Regions from separate parts of the Bicyclus anynana genome. Here region 2 is linked to region 1. Evidence: chromatin contacts called from public Hi-C data. All regions are on one chromosome and are shown on one strand. Each heading gives the region's core, a stretch centred on a gene start, on an enhancer-like site or on the middle of the called end of the contact. The rest is flanking DNA. Distances are from core to core; before and after follow the strand shown.

Region 1 (2,700 bases), core at 45-2,544:
GGATTTGTCACACTCATTGTAAAATAATGAGTGGAGTTAGCTCACTGAAGCGCGCTGTAACTTTAATGGGTTTGTATTAGTGAGCCATTTCACTTATGGTGATATGGTGGAACTAATTGCAAATGTTAGCTGTAAAAAGTAGCTTTTAGGGTGCACCAACTAATTGAACTGTTACTCATGTCAGTCTGTAGGTCTCGACAGTAAAAAGTGATCCTTCCTGTATTTTACCTATTGAGGGGAATCCTAAAAGATATGGTGATTTGGCATCATTCAGGCAAGCTTTTCCACCTTATGCCACATCTCCATCGCAAGAGATAATGGAACGCGAGTCTATTTCATTAAAAAATAATTTACCTATAGTAGGTTTTTTATTTTTTTAATTACTTATGTTTTTTTTTTTATTGAGAAAGAATACAATAAGGTACTTAAGCTAACTATAGTAGGTAACTCAATTTCGATATCATAAAAATCACCACCTGCGGCATTACATTAGGTAGGTTTGTGCAATAAATTAACTTTATGTTATAAAGGAAAGGAAAAAACATGGGGAAATTGTGGAAAAAGTAAGCCGAAAAAATAGTTCACGCGGTCAAAGTGTTTAAATAAATGCTTAGTAATGCTTAGTCTACAATAATGTTAAAAGGAAGTAAAATTTGTCAGTTTCTGAGGCTGTAGGGGGTAAAAAAGGGGCAATTTAGCAAATTCCCGAAAAAGTGTCTTTAAAGACTGTAGTTTTTCCCCCAACCCTGAAAGCAGAAATTGTATAGACAATCATTTAATCTACCAAATCTAATAGGTTCCCGCAGCGCTGGAGTAAATACACTATTAGCATCATGGGATCCGCTACCATGTAGTTTAATCCAGCAATATGCCCCGCGTGGACTCTGATATGCTATCACTTTAATTTGTATTTATTTAAAACTAGCGGACGCCCGGCTTCGTCCGCGTGGAATTCAGTTTTTCACAAATCCCGCTGGAACCATGGATTTTTCCGGGATAAAAAGTAGCCTATGTGTTAATCCAGAGTAAAATCTATTTCCATTCCAAATTTCAGCCAAATCGCTTCAGTAGCCGCAGCGTAAAAGAGGAACAAACATAACTACACACAAACTTTCGCCTTTATAATATTAGACAAGTTTTAATTAATTTGGCAGTAGATCGTAACTCGAAAGTCCGCCACTAGATGTCGCCCGTCGCTATGAAGACAAAAGTATACAACTGAGTAAGTGAGTGAGTAACATAATAGCGCTCCAGATTTGATCGGTATCCGGCAATCTGTTATGTCGACGTATTGAGCAAGGTGCCGCCTGACTCGGACGCGCCTTGCGTAACCGCCCGAGAGATCGACTTCAGCTTGTACTGGACATAGAGCCTGCAACAGCCTGACATGCCTCACTTTATGAAGGCTTCGTAAGCCCATCATACACCATAAGTAAGGTAGTAGTTGTGACGGCCTCTGTGGCGCGGTGGATTTACAAAACGGAGAGCCTGGGTTCGATCGCCGGCTGGGCCAATTGAGTTTTTCTTAATTGGTTTAGGTCTGACTGGTGGGAGGCTTCGGCCGTGACTACCGGCTACGTGACCGGCTACGTGGCGGTACGATGAAGTGTAGAAACCGAAAAGGGGTGTGGATTTTCATCCTCCTCCTAACAAGTTAGCCCGCTTCCATCTTAGACTGCATCATCACTTATCATCAGGTGAGATTGTAGTCAAAGGTTAACTTGCAAATAATAAAAAAAAAATGTAGTAGGTAAAATTATGGACTTTGGACCATGATAGCTGACCGGACTATTACTCGTATTATTAATTTATTGAAATAAGGAGGTAACTCGCTAGGTGGAACATTACCTATCGTGACAGGAATATGGCAGTAATTTTATTTCATTATTTAATTAAATAATATAATAATTATTTATTTTGTAATTAAAAAAATTACTTAATTCATATTCTACGGTAATTAAAATTTTGGATAATAATCTCTGGGGATTTACCTTCAATTATTTCAAGTAACTAATATAAATAAGAAAGAAATTCGCGTATTTAGTAACCTAAAATTTTCTATATAAGGCAACTTGATATGTTAGGCCATTGTAAAGGTAGTAAGATAGTAGTATCGGTGGTAGAGTCACTACCTACTGACAGACTTGACTATTCAAAATTGCTTCAATAAAAGCATTCGAATTGGTTAACTGAAGCCAGAATGAAAGATTCTTAATTTATTTTGATGAATGCTCTGTCTAATTAAGCGAAACTAGGAGTAAGTGTACTAACTATAAATTGCCTCCATTTCGTGATGACCTTTCGATGTAATATTCGATTTATCCCAACTGATGATAAGTGAAAAGCCCTAACATGTAACAGAGAAAACCTTTTCAGGGTATGCAAGGAACAGATTTGACAATGCTTGGCCAATCCAACAACTTGAAGTAATTTTTTCAAGTCCCAAGTGCCTGCAATTTTATCGGCAAATGTACCTTTCGGACCGGAAGATAACAATGACGCTTGGCAGAATGTTGGCAGGCAGTATGAGGCACAAAGGACTTGTCTTATTTACTAGTACCACACTTCATTATTCATATTAACTAATTAGAGTCAAATTAAAGTCTGCCCCAAGGATTAATACTGATCCCAAAATTGTTTCTGAAATTTTATGATACTCTAGTTAGACTAGGATAACTGCGATTTAGTTTGCGACTTTAT
Region 2 (2,700 bases), core at 160-2,659, 58 kb after region 1:
ATTTATCTGAACAACATGTTACAATTTGTCTGTACCTATGCATTATGTAATACATAATAATTATAATGATACCAGAATGTACAAATTTTTTTTTGGTATTAGAAGACCTAAACAGAGGTCACCCGGAGAAGTTCTACCGGCATGCTTCTTCCCGCCGGCACGCAGCATTGCTGAGTTCCGACTTCCGGTATAATTGCAGGCAAATGAGGCTTATCACCAAAGATTTTCTACTATATATATGTCACGTGCCTATATAAGCACCGCAAATAGTGATCCGAATTTAGCAACTCCACTGAGCAGCGTCAAGTTGATTGCTATATTTCGTTTTTATCAGGACATAAGTGTGAAAATACACTCTTACGTATGTTGTTGTTGTTACAAAAGGTAAAAATAAAAACACAATTTTGTGTTTTTATTCAGATAGGTAGTTGTTTATTTATTGTGTCATCATAACCACATTACGTTAAGTGGCGAATTCCTGGGAGTTTGAGAACCTTTTAGTAGTGAATGAAAAACCCTGGATTATTTGAATTTACGTAGGTTGTCTTGAATAAAATGTACCTATAAAAAGGTTAAAATACATAAAAAAAGCTTAAGGTACCTACAATCTTTTAATATTAACTGATTTTTCTTTAATACGTAGGTATTAAAATTATGTCTTCCGCACATCCTGTATAAATGGACTTTAATAAAAATAAATTAAAGGTAGGTACTTACTTCTCAAACAAAATTACTCACATTGTAGGTACCTACATTACTTACTACCATAAAGTAAGTTTAAATTATGTTTATTATACTAGCCTACGCCCCGCGGTTTATCCCGCGTATTTCCCGTTCCCGTGAGAATACAGGGATGTTTATCATTGTCATTAATAATGTGGCTTTCTAGTGTAAAAGAATTTTAAAAATCGGTTTAGTAGATACGGTGAACTTTTTATTATTAGTTTATAAAAAGCTATGTAATATTACTTTAAACTTAAAATATTTCTTATATCCATCATAAAAACATTTAAAACTGAACTTGAGTAATAATGAATACTGTAAATAATTATTATTAATTATTATTCTATTTCTTTTGTACTCAATTATAATATAAGTTCAAAAGTAAATAGTTATTTAAAACATCTAGCGCCATCTAGCAACAGATCAAAACATTAACTAATAAAAAACAGTATCCTTCGCGTCCCAGTACAGTACATATTCAATAGGTGGCGTTCGCACGTAACGTCATCTTGGTGTAGTAACTCAAGCATCCGTCAATAGATGGCGCTGATCAAAGTACATAAGAAATTGAAAATTGAAGCACTTAAATTTTAAAACAAGCTATTAAAGTTGAATATTGCGTGAAAGATTTCACACATCTAGGTTACTAGGCTCTATCATCAGGTTGTCGTGTACACGCGAAAGTAGCTCTTACGTCACCTCGGGTCAGCATCTTATAACGCTTGCGTCATACCATGTTATGTCTGTTGGTATATCATACACGTGACATACCGCAAGAATAATCTATAGTAGATATTATCTATATTGAAATTTACTCTATAGCCCAACTAAAACCAAAATAAAATCTAGATTTAATAGCTCTAAGTAGTTAATATAGATAGCTTACGATTATAATATCATGAGCTCGGTAACAATAAAAATACTTTTTTGTTATTTTTTTTTGTTTTTGTCAATTGGTTCATAAAGTTTTCAAAAGTATGTACCTCGATGAAAAAACAAATAAAAGCAAAAATCTCCAGTTTAAAAAAAATATGTTTTTCTGTTTTCAATATAACTGATTTTAATAATTAGTAAGCTGTACGAGTGACTTAATCCGCAAGAAATTAACTTTTTTAAAAAATCCGTAACACGTCGAATGTCACAACATAATTAGCCAACCTATAAATAGAAGAGAAGTCTAATAGCTATTTTCTAATCAAATCTAATAGTTAATTTGTTGAGATCAATGTCAATTCGAAAATTTACTAGTTTCGGAGATAAACGTGAACAGACAATACAAATTAAGCAATCAAAGGTACCCACGCTGTTGTCCAACTAAACATCTGCTTCACTCGCTCCGACCGGAAGTCCTTCGCTGCCATCTTGTCTGTAACAATATAAAATAACATGAGACACAATAAAAAATATTGAAAGCCTCAATCGGATGAAAAAGTCACAAACAGTAAAAAATATGAAGATTGTGAGTCTCAAAGACCCGTAAACATACGTCTGAGTCACAAGACCCTAAGTCTGCAGTTTAAAAAAATCCCGATTTTTTTGAACACTCATTTTACTAATTTCAACTATAGCTTGGCAACTTCGTTCGTAACATTCCCGATGTTGCGCGCGGGCCGGGGGAGCGTGTCGCGATGAATAAAAACCTACAATTGATGCACGTCACTTCCCCGCGCGCACTATTTCACACCCGCGCTTGTTTCCCCCTGTCGCCCGCATATCATGGTGATCAACTTGCCAGACTTTAAACTAAACCTATAGTTTACAAGTACCTACTTTTCGAGCAGTTTAATGGATAAGTATGATTGCAATGTTAATATCGGTTCGGAAGGCTGATGCTACTGCGTACCTAAAGCCATCAAAAAACTCAGAAGTTAGTTAGTAAGACGAATTCGAAACTATTCCAGATATAAAATCGTTACAAAGAACCTCCAAGTAACATCCTATGGAACGGGCCTAATATACTCAATAAAATACAAACAA

The links. A called contact is a pair of places that touch in the nucleus more often than the background predicts.
Region 2: a contact with region 1 is called in a Hi-C map of whole body, with 2.8 times the contacts expected there. The contact joins two enhancer-like sites. A contact is called at or near these places in 2 of 2 Hi-C or Micro-C datasets (whole body and whole larva).

The regions. Positions count from the first base shown.
Region 1 is chr24:838,922-841,621 of ilBicAnyn1.1, forward strand. The region is part of intron 6 of LOC112050296 (ABC transporter G family member 23); the gene reads right to left. Among protein-coding and RNA genes, the nearest start is that of LOC112050298, 23 kb to the left of the region's middle. Within about 2 kb of position 1,295, at least 8 of the 8 cell types and tissues checked have open chromatin away from gene starts, as enhancers often do.
Region 2 is chr24:896,667-899,366 of ilBicAnyn1.1, forward strand. It overlaps LOC112050296 (ABC transporter G family member 23), which reads right to left. Exons shown (of 16, transcript XM_024088529.2): 2 at 2,026-2,089. The coding sequence starts at 2,084. Among protein-coding and RNA genes, the nearest start is that of LOC112050296, 26 kb to the right of the region's middle. Within about 2 kb of position 1,410, at least 8 of the 8 cell types and tissues checked have open chromatin away from gene starts, as enhancers often do.